Linked DNA regions of Mus musculus: region 1 is linked to region 2. Evidence: chromatin contacts called from public promoter capture Hi-C data. All regions are on one chromosome and are shown on one strand. Each heading gives the region's core, a stretch centred on a gene start, on an enhancer-like site or on the middle of the called end of the contact. The rest is flanking DNA. Distances are from core to core; before and after follow the strand shown.

The links. Promoter capture Hi-C pulls out the DNA fragments that hold promoters and counts their contacts.
Region 1: a contact with region 2 is called in a promoter capture Hi-C map of liver, with 5 times the contacts expected there. The contact joins the promoter of Pgam2 here to the promoter of Rasl10a in region 2. A contact is called at or near these places in 5 of 39 promoter capture datasets (hippocampal neurons, liver, neural stem cells and 1 more), 2 of 115 datasets of contacts at active chromatin or transcription factors (cardiomyocytes and pancreatic cancer cells) and 1 of 9 other capture datasets (macrophages).

What each region holds. Positions count from the first base shown.
Region 1 is chr11:5,802,232-5,805,327 of GRCm38.p6, forward strand. Pgam2 (phosphoglycerate mutase 2) reads right to left here and starts at 1,565. Exons shown (of 3, transcript NM_018870.3): 1 at 1,044-1,565; 2 at 768-948. The coding sequence starts at 1,457.
Region 2 is chr11:5,056,866-5,059,712 of GRCm38.p6, forward strand. It overlaps Rasl10a (RAS-like, family 10, member A), which reads left to right and starts at 1,263. Exons shown (of 3, transcript NM_145216.4): 1 at 1,263-1,659; 2 at 2,568-2,692. The coding sequence starts at 1,441. It also overlaps a transcript of Gas2l1 not described here.

The sequences.
Region 1 (3,096 bases), core at 315-2,814, 750 kb after region 2:
TCTTTCCCAGAACACAGCCCAGGGAGGAGGGGCAGGGGCAGAACCCTCGGGTTGCCGCTAGGCGCTGGAGACGTGGATCACACCCCAACCCCTTCTTAGGATCCCACCGAGTCTAAAGGTCACCCAGAATCTAATATAGACGTCCGGTGTCTACGACCCAGTTGGGACCATAATTGGTAACCTCCCTACACTGCTATGCCCCCCTTCCAGGCCTGTCTACTAGCCCTTGCTCTTCAGTTAGGAGCACCACCACAGGCCTAAGATTTTAAGTAGCTCCATATTTCTGCACTCTGCTGCCTTTTTTTAGCCTATAGAAGACTGAGAGGTGGGGGAACACATGGTTCAGGTCTGTGTGGGTGGATGGACTATGTATTGTACCTGAGGCAAAGGGGCCTCAGAGTCAAGGCACTTTGTACATAGACTTGAGAGAAAAAGAGGAAATGCAGGCAGCACCAGGAGAGAGAGCAAGAGTTTTATAACAGCTCAAGTGGCTTGATTCAGCAGGAAGCCAATACTTGGCGTTGATGGCCAGAGCTCTGACCTCTTTCCCCAGTGGGTGCCAGAAGCCTGCTCTACCTATGATCAGCTCCTGTGGGGTGCCTCAGCTATGCTGTCTGTGCTGACTACATAACTGGAAATGGGACAACACAAAGTATTACAAAACTCCTGCCTCCATCAACTTCTGAAACCCTGACATCTGTAAAATAGCTGAAACCAATGAACCGCAGTGGTTTCTGTCTCACATCTTTCCTGAGAGTAGGCCTCACCTTCCAGATGTTTCACAATGCCCCGAAGGCTGTTCCCATGGGCTGCAATAAGCACTCTCTGGCCAGCCTTAATCTTAGGTGCGATCTCCTCATTCCAGAAGGGCAAAGCCCGGGCAATGGTGTCCTTGAGACTTTCACAGGTAGGCAGCTCCTCAGGCTTCAAGCCTGCATAGCGGCGGTCCTGGGGACAAGGGCACAGGAACATTTCGCTTTTGTTTACTGGGTAGCCCTCCCCCCTGGGCTCCCAACCTTCCAGCTTCCCGGCATCTGGCCCACCTTGCTGATGGAGGTGTAGTAGTTGTGTTTCTCATCCATGGGTGGTGGTGGGGTGTCAAAGGAACGCCTCCAGATCTTCACCTGCTCCTCCCCGTGCTTTGCAGCCGTCTCAGCCTTATTGAGGCCTGTGAGGCCACCATAGTGCCGCTCATTGAGGCGCCAGGTACGCACCACGGGCACCCACATTTGGTCCGTAACATCCAGGATGGTCCAAAGGGTGCGGATTGCCCGCTTCAGCACCGACGTGTAGCAGATGTCAAACTCTATCTTGGCATCTTTGATAGCGGTGGCCCCCCGCTTGGCCTCCTCTGCTCCCTTCTCACTCAGCTCTGCATCAAACCAGCCACAGAAACGGTTCTCTTGGTTCCATAAGCTCTCACCGTGGCGAACCATTACTAGGCGGTGGGTGGTCATGGTGGCGGGGGACACAGGAACTCTAGGTGGCAGCTGCTTGCTTGGCCCTTTAGGCTTTATAACAGTTTTCCCAGCCCCCACCCCAGCCCTAACTGCCAATCAGCATTCCAGGAGATACAGGCAGAGGCAGGCAACCAGTAGCAGAACTGGGGGTGGGGTGTAGTCCAAGGAGCTGAACTTAAAAATAGTCTCACAAAATCATCAGCTCAGATGACAAGCCCCATAACCAGCTGGCACCTGGTAACAAGCCGCATGGGGCTGCAGAACTGGACCAGGGTGAAGGGCAGGAGTCAACCTGGGGGTGTTCTCCATGTGGAGACACTCTTGACATCAGCAGCTTTCAATCACAATTGGCCCTCTCCTGATCGGGTAGAAACAACTATTCCAGGCCCTTTTCTGATATATACATATGTTTAAAGACAGAGTTGAATTGTGTGACTCAAGCTGCAATCTCTCTTCAGTCTCTTAATACAATTAAGAACAAGCGCATCTCAGGAAGAAGTCTAGCCTAGTGTCAAGGTCAAGGGTATGTATAAGATATCCATACAAAGAGGTCAGTGTGTAAGTAAATAAGTAGGCGTGTCTGCAACAGTGATTGTTCTCTGCCCAGGTGCCTGTCCCAGCGTACATGCATTGTCTGTGTTGCTGTGTTGGTGAGACGGAGTGAGCACACACGTTTTACCAGGCAGATACCCCCACCCCACTAAGTATGGAGGATGAGGAGCAGTTGCTTTGAGAGGTGCACAGGATGAGACAGCTCCCCAGATGATACTCAGGTGAGCTAGAAGAACACTGAGGGCAGAGCTGGGAGCCCTACAGGAAGGGTACACTGGGTTGAGGTACCAGTAAAAAACAGAACACCCTAAGGGACTGGAGAGATGGCTCCTCAAGAGCACTTCCAAAGGACCCAGATACAATCTCCAGTACCCACATTGGGCAGCTCACCACTACCTGCAACTATAGCTCCAGGGGCATCCAACAGGTCTGGTCTCAGTGTATACCTGCACTAATGTGCACATTTCCTACCCACAATTAAAAATAAACTTAAAGACATTTTAGAACCTGGTTGTGCACACCTTTAATCCTACCCCCTGCCCAAGTGCTGGGATTAAAGACATGCACCACTGTCACCCCTCTGATGTTGTTTTTTTTTTTTTTTTTTTTTTTTGGCGGGGGGGAGGGGTCAAAACAGGGTTTCTCTGTATAGCACTGGCTGTCCTGGAACTCACTTTGTAGACCAGGCTGGCCTCGAACTCAGAAATCTGCCTGCCTCTGCCTCCCGAGTGCTGGGATTAAAAGCGTGCCCCACCACTGCCCAGCCCCCTGTGTTGTTTTAAAGACAGGCTCTCACTATGCAGCTTTAGCTGGCCTGGTACTTGCTATGTAGACCAGGCTGACCTGGTACAGAGGTCTATAAGGATCTGCATTACAACACCTGGCTGGTGTGGCTAATAAACTCTGGTTAAAAATACAGGGCCAAGGCAGGCAGGGGTGGCACACACCTTTAATCCAAGCACTTGGGAGGCAGAGGCAGGCGGATTTCTGAGTTCGAGGCCAGCCTGGTCTACAGAGTGAGTTCCAGGACAGTCAGGGCAACACAGAGAAATCCCATCTCGGAAAAAAAAAAATGCAGGAGCCA
Region 2 (2,847 bases), core at 13-2,512:
GAGGACTAGACATTAGTGTTAAGGAATACCTTCCAGCTGCTGTCACCTGTTCCCCGCGGGAGGGTGTGCCTCCTTCCCCCTTGACGGGCTAGTTTCTCCTGCCCTTCCTTCCACTTAATTCCTGGCCAGGTAGACATATTATCAATGCCTTTAGAGGCCTGGATCTAAGTATTTCTAGAGCCTTCTCTCCTAAGGGAGAGGAGACAGTTCTTTTTCCTTTTGGCTCCATTTCAGCATTCTGGCCACCTGTTAGACTTGAAGCATTCGTTGAATGAGTGAGTCTTGTTCAATGCCGGGTGCCTGCATTTCACAGTACCTGGGTGGAGGGCAGAGGCCTGGGAACTCCTCCAGTGTGTGGAGACTGGAGGGCCGGACGGAGGTTGGGCAAACCCAGACTTTCCGAACCCTCAGAGGAGCTTCCGAACTTGTCCAGGGAAGAGGGCATGGTGCACCCCTGGGACAGACTCTGGGACAGACCCGTGGATCTGTTTCTTCGCCTCCAACCTGTTGGGGCAGTGACTGGGGGCTGAGTTGCTGAGCAGACTTCTGTGCTGGGCTCAAACCCTTCTGTCTCCACTCCCCACCCCCTCTGGGCTGGTCCTTTGAAACAGTGTTCTTCTAGTCGTTTGTCCTTGTAGGTGTAATGAAAAGTGGCCCGCAGGCCCGGGACGGAGTCCCAGTGTCCTTCTCACTTTGAGATACCTCTCCAGGGTCTCAGTTCCCTCCTCCTTAAACCACGAGTACCCAGGTTGAGGCTGCGGTTCGAAGATGATGCAGGGGAGAGCCCAGAAAAGGAGTTGGTGCCCAGGGTCTCACAAAACAGGAGGAAGCTTTGAAGCCATCGGCCTTTGGTGGACAACCGGGATGCAGACAAAAAGTCCAATGCGACGATTGGCCCAAGGTCATTCAACCAGGACTGGGTCTGACCCCAAGTGGCCTGATTCTAAGAGCCTGGGCTTGGTCAACAGCCAGGTTGCAGCCAGCGGTGTTGGAGGAACAGGGAGGTGGCGCCCAGCGGCTTCGGTTTTGAAACGGTTGAGGGAAGCTGACTGCCACCTGGGGAACCAGGCTTTAACAAGGCGACCCGCCTGGCAGTCACTGGGCCGCGACCCTCCCCGGGAGGGGCGGGGCGGACAGTTACCTCATCGCCGCCTCCGGGAGGCCCCGCTCGCTTGCTCGCCCGCGCGGCCGACTGGGGCGGCGGCTCCCGGCGCCGGAGCGAGAAGGGGACGGAGCTGAAGGTGGGGGCGGGTCTGCACCGCACCGGGTGCACTCTTCCTGCGGAGCTGCGGGTGCGTCCGCCCGCTCGATCCTCAGGCCTGGCCTCTTGTGGCTGAGGTGCTGTAGGCGACGCGATGCGGGTATCCCGGGCCGGGCAAGCAAGGCGCAGAACGGGCTCATGAAGCTCCCCGGTGCCAGGCGCGGGAGCGCGGGCCAGCCATGGGCGGCAGCCTGCGGGTGGCTGTTCTGGGTGCTCCGGGAGTGGGTAAGACCGCCATCATCCGCCAATTCTTGTTTGGTGACTATCCTGAGCGCCACCGACCCACGGACAGTCCCTGCCTCTACCGACCCGCGGTGCTGCTCGACGGCGCGGTCTACGACCTGAGTATCCGCGATGGTGACGTCGCTGGACCCGGCTCAAGCCCCAGAAGTCTTGAGGTAGCGGTTCGAGGGGGCCAGGGGTGTGTGTACACTTGGTGCCCATGTGTACTGATCCAGGGCGCCCGAGCCCGTTCTGGGATTGAAGTGTGTGTGTCTAGGTAGTTTGCATACGAGCTTCCTGCGCTAACCTGTAGGTGCCCTGTGGCTGTTTCCTCTCTCTCTCTCTCTCTCTCTCTCTCTCTCTCTCTCTCTCTCTCTCTCTCTCTCTCTCTCTCTTTTGTTTTTGTTTTTGTTTTTTTCGAGACAGGGTTTCTCTGTGCAGTGCTGGCTGTCCTGGAATTCTCTCTGTAGACCAGGCTGGCCTTGAACTCAGAAATCCACCTGCCTCTGCCTCTCAAGTGCTGGGATTAAAGGCGTGCGCCACCACGCCCGGCTCTGTGGCTGTTTCTTGTCTTCTTTGCCTGCCTAGGCTGGTGTCTGGGTCAGTGTGTGGCACAGCTTGAGCTGAGCCGCGCCGCTGTGACAGACTGGACCAGACACAGGAGTACCCTTTCTAGAGGGGGCCACCGCACCCTCAGACTCCCAGTCTTTGGCGCTGCATTCATTTCAAAGCTGGCATTTGAGCAGCACCTGGGAGGCTAAATGAAGTTTTGGTGAAAGAAGCTGTAAGAATATTGCAAGGGGGAAAGAGCAGCAAGAGACAAGCCAGAGGCTTCACCTGTACAGCTGCACCAGGACAGTCAGTTACCATCTGTCAGCCGGTGGACGGCAGATCCCAGGCTCTGAGGCAGTAGGAGCATAGTAGGTTGACGGGTGGCCCAGGAAGTAGGAGGGCTAAGGACTGACAAGATCCAAGCACGGCTGGGAAGTCTGGCCTGTGGGAGGGCGCGTCCCATCCGGAGTATTGCTGGGAGGTGACGGGGAGTGAGGTTGAATTGGAGTAAACCCCAGCCTCTACCCTCTAGGAGTGGCCGGACCCTAAAGACTGGAGCTTGCAGGACACAGACGCCTTTGTGCTGGTCTACGACATCTGCAGCCCCGACAGTTTCGATTATGTTAAAGCCCTGAGGCAGCGTATAGCAGAAAACAGGTGAGGGCTTGACTGGAGGTGGAGGTCTTGCTAGGGGAGCGGGTAGTTATGGCCTGGGTGCTTCTAGATCATACTTTGTGCCCACTTGAAGGTCTCTTGCTGTATGAGACACTTAGCACACCGGGGTGTGTGTGTGTGTCTGCCATAGCAGGGGA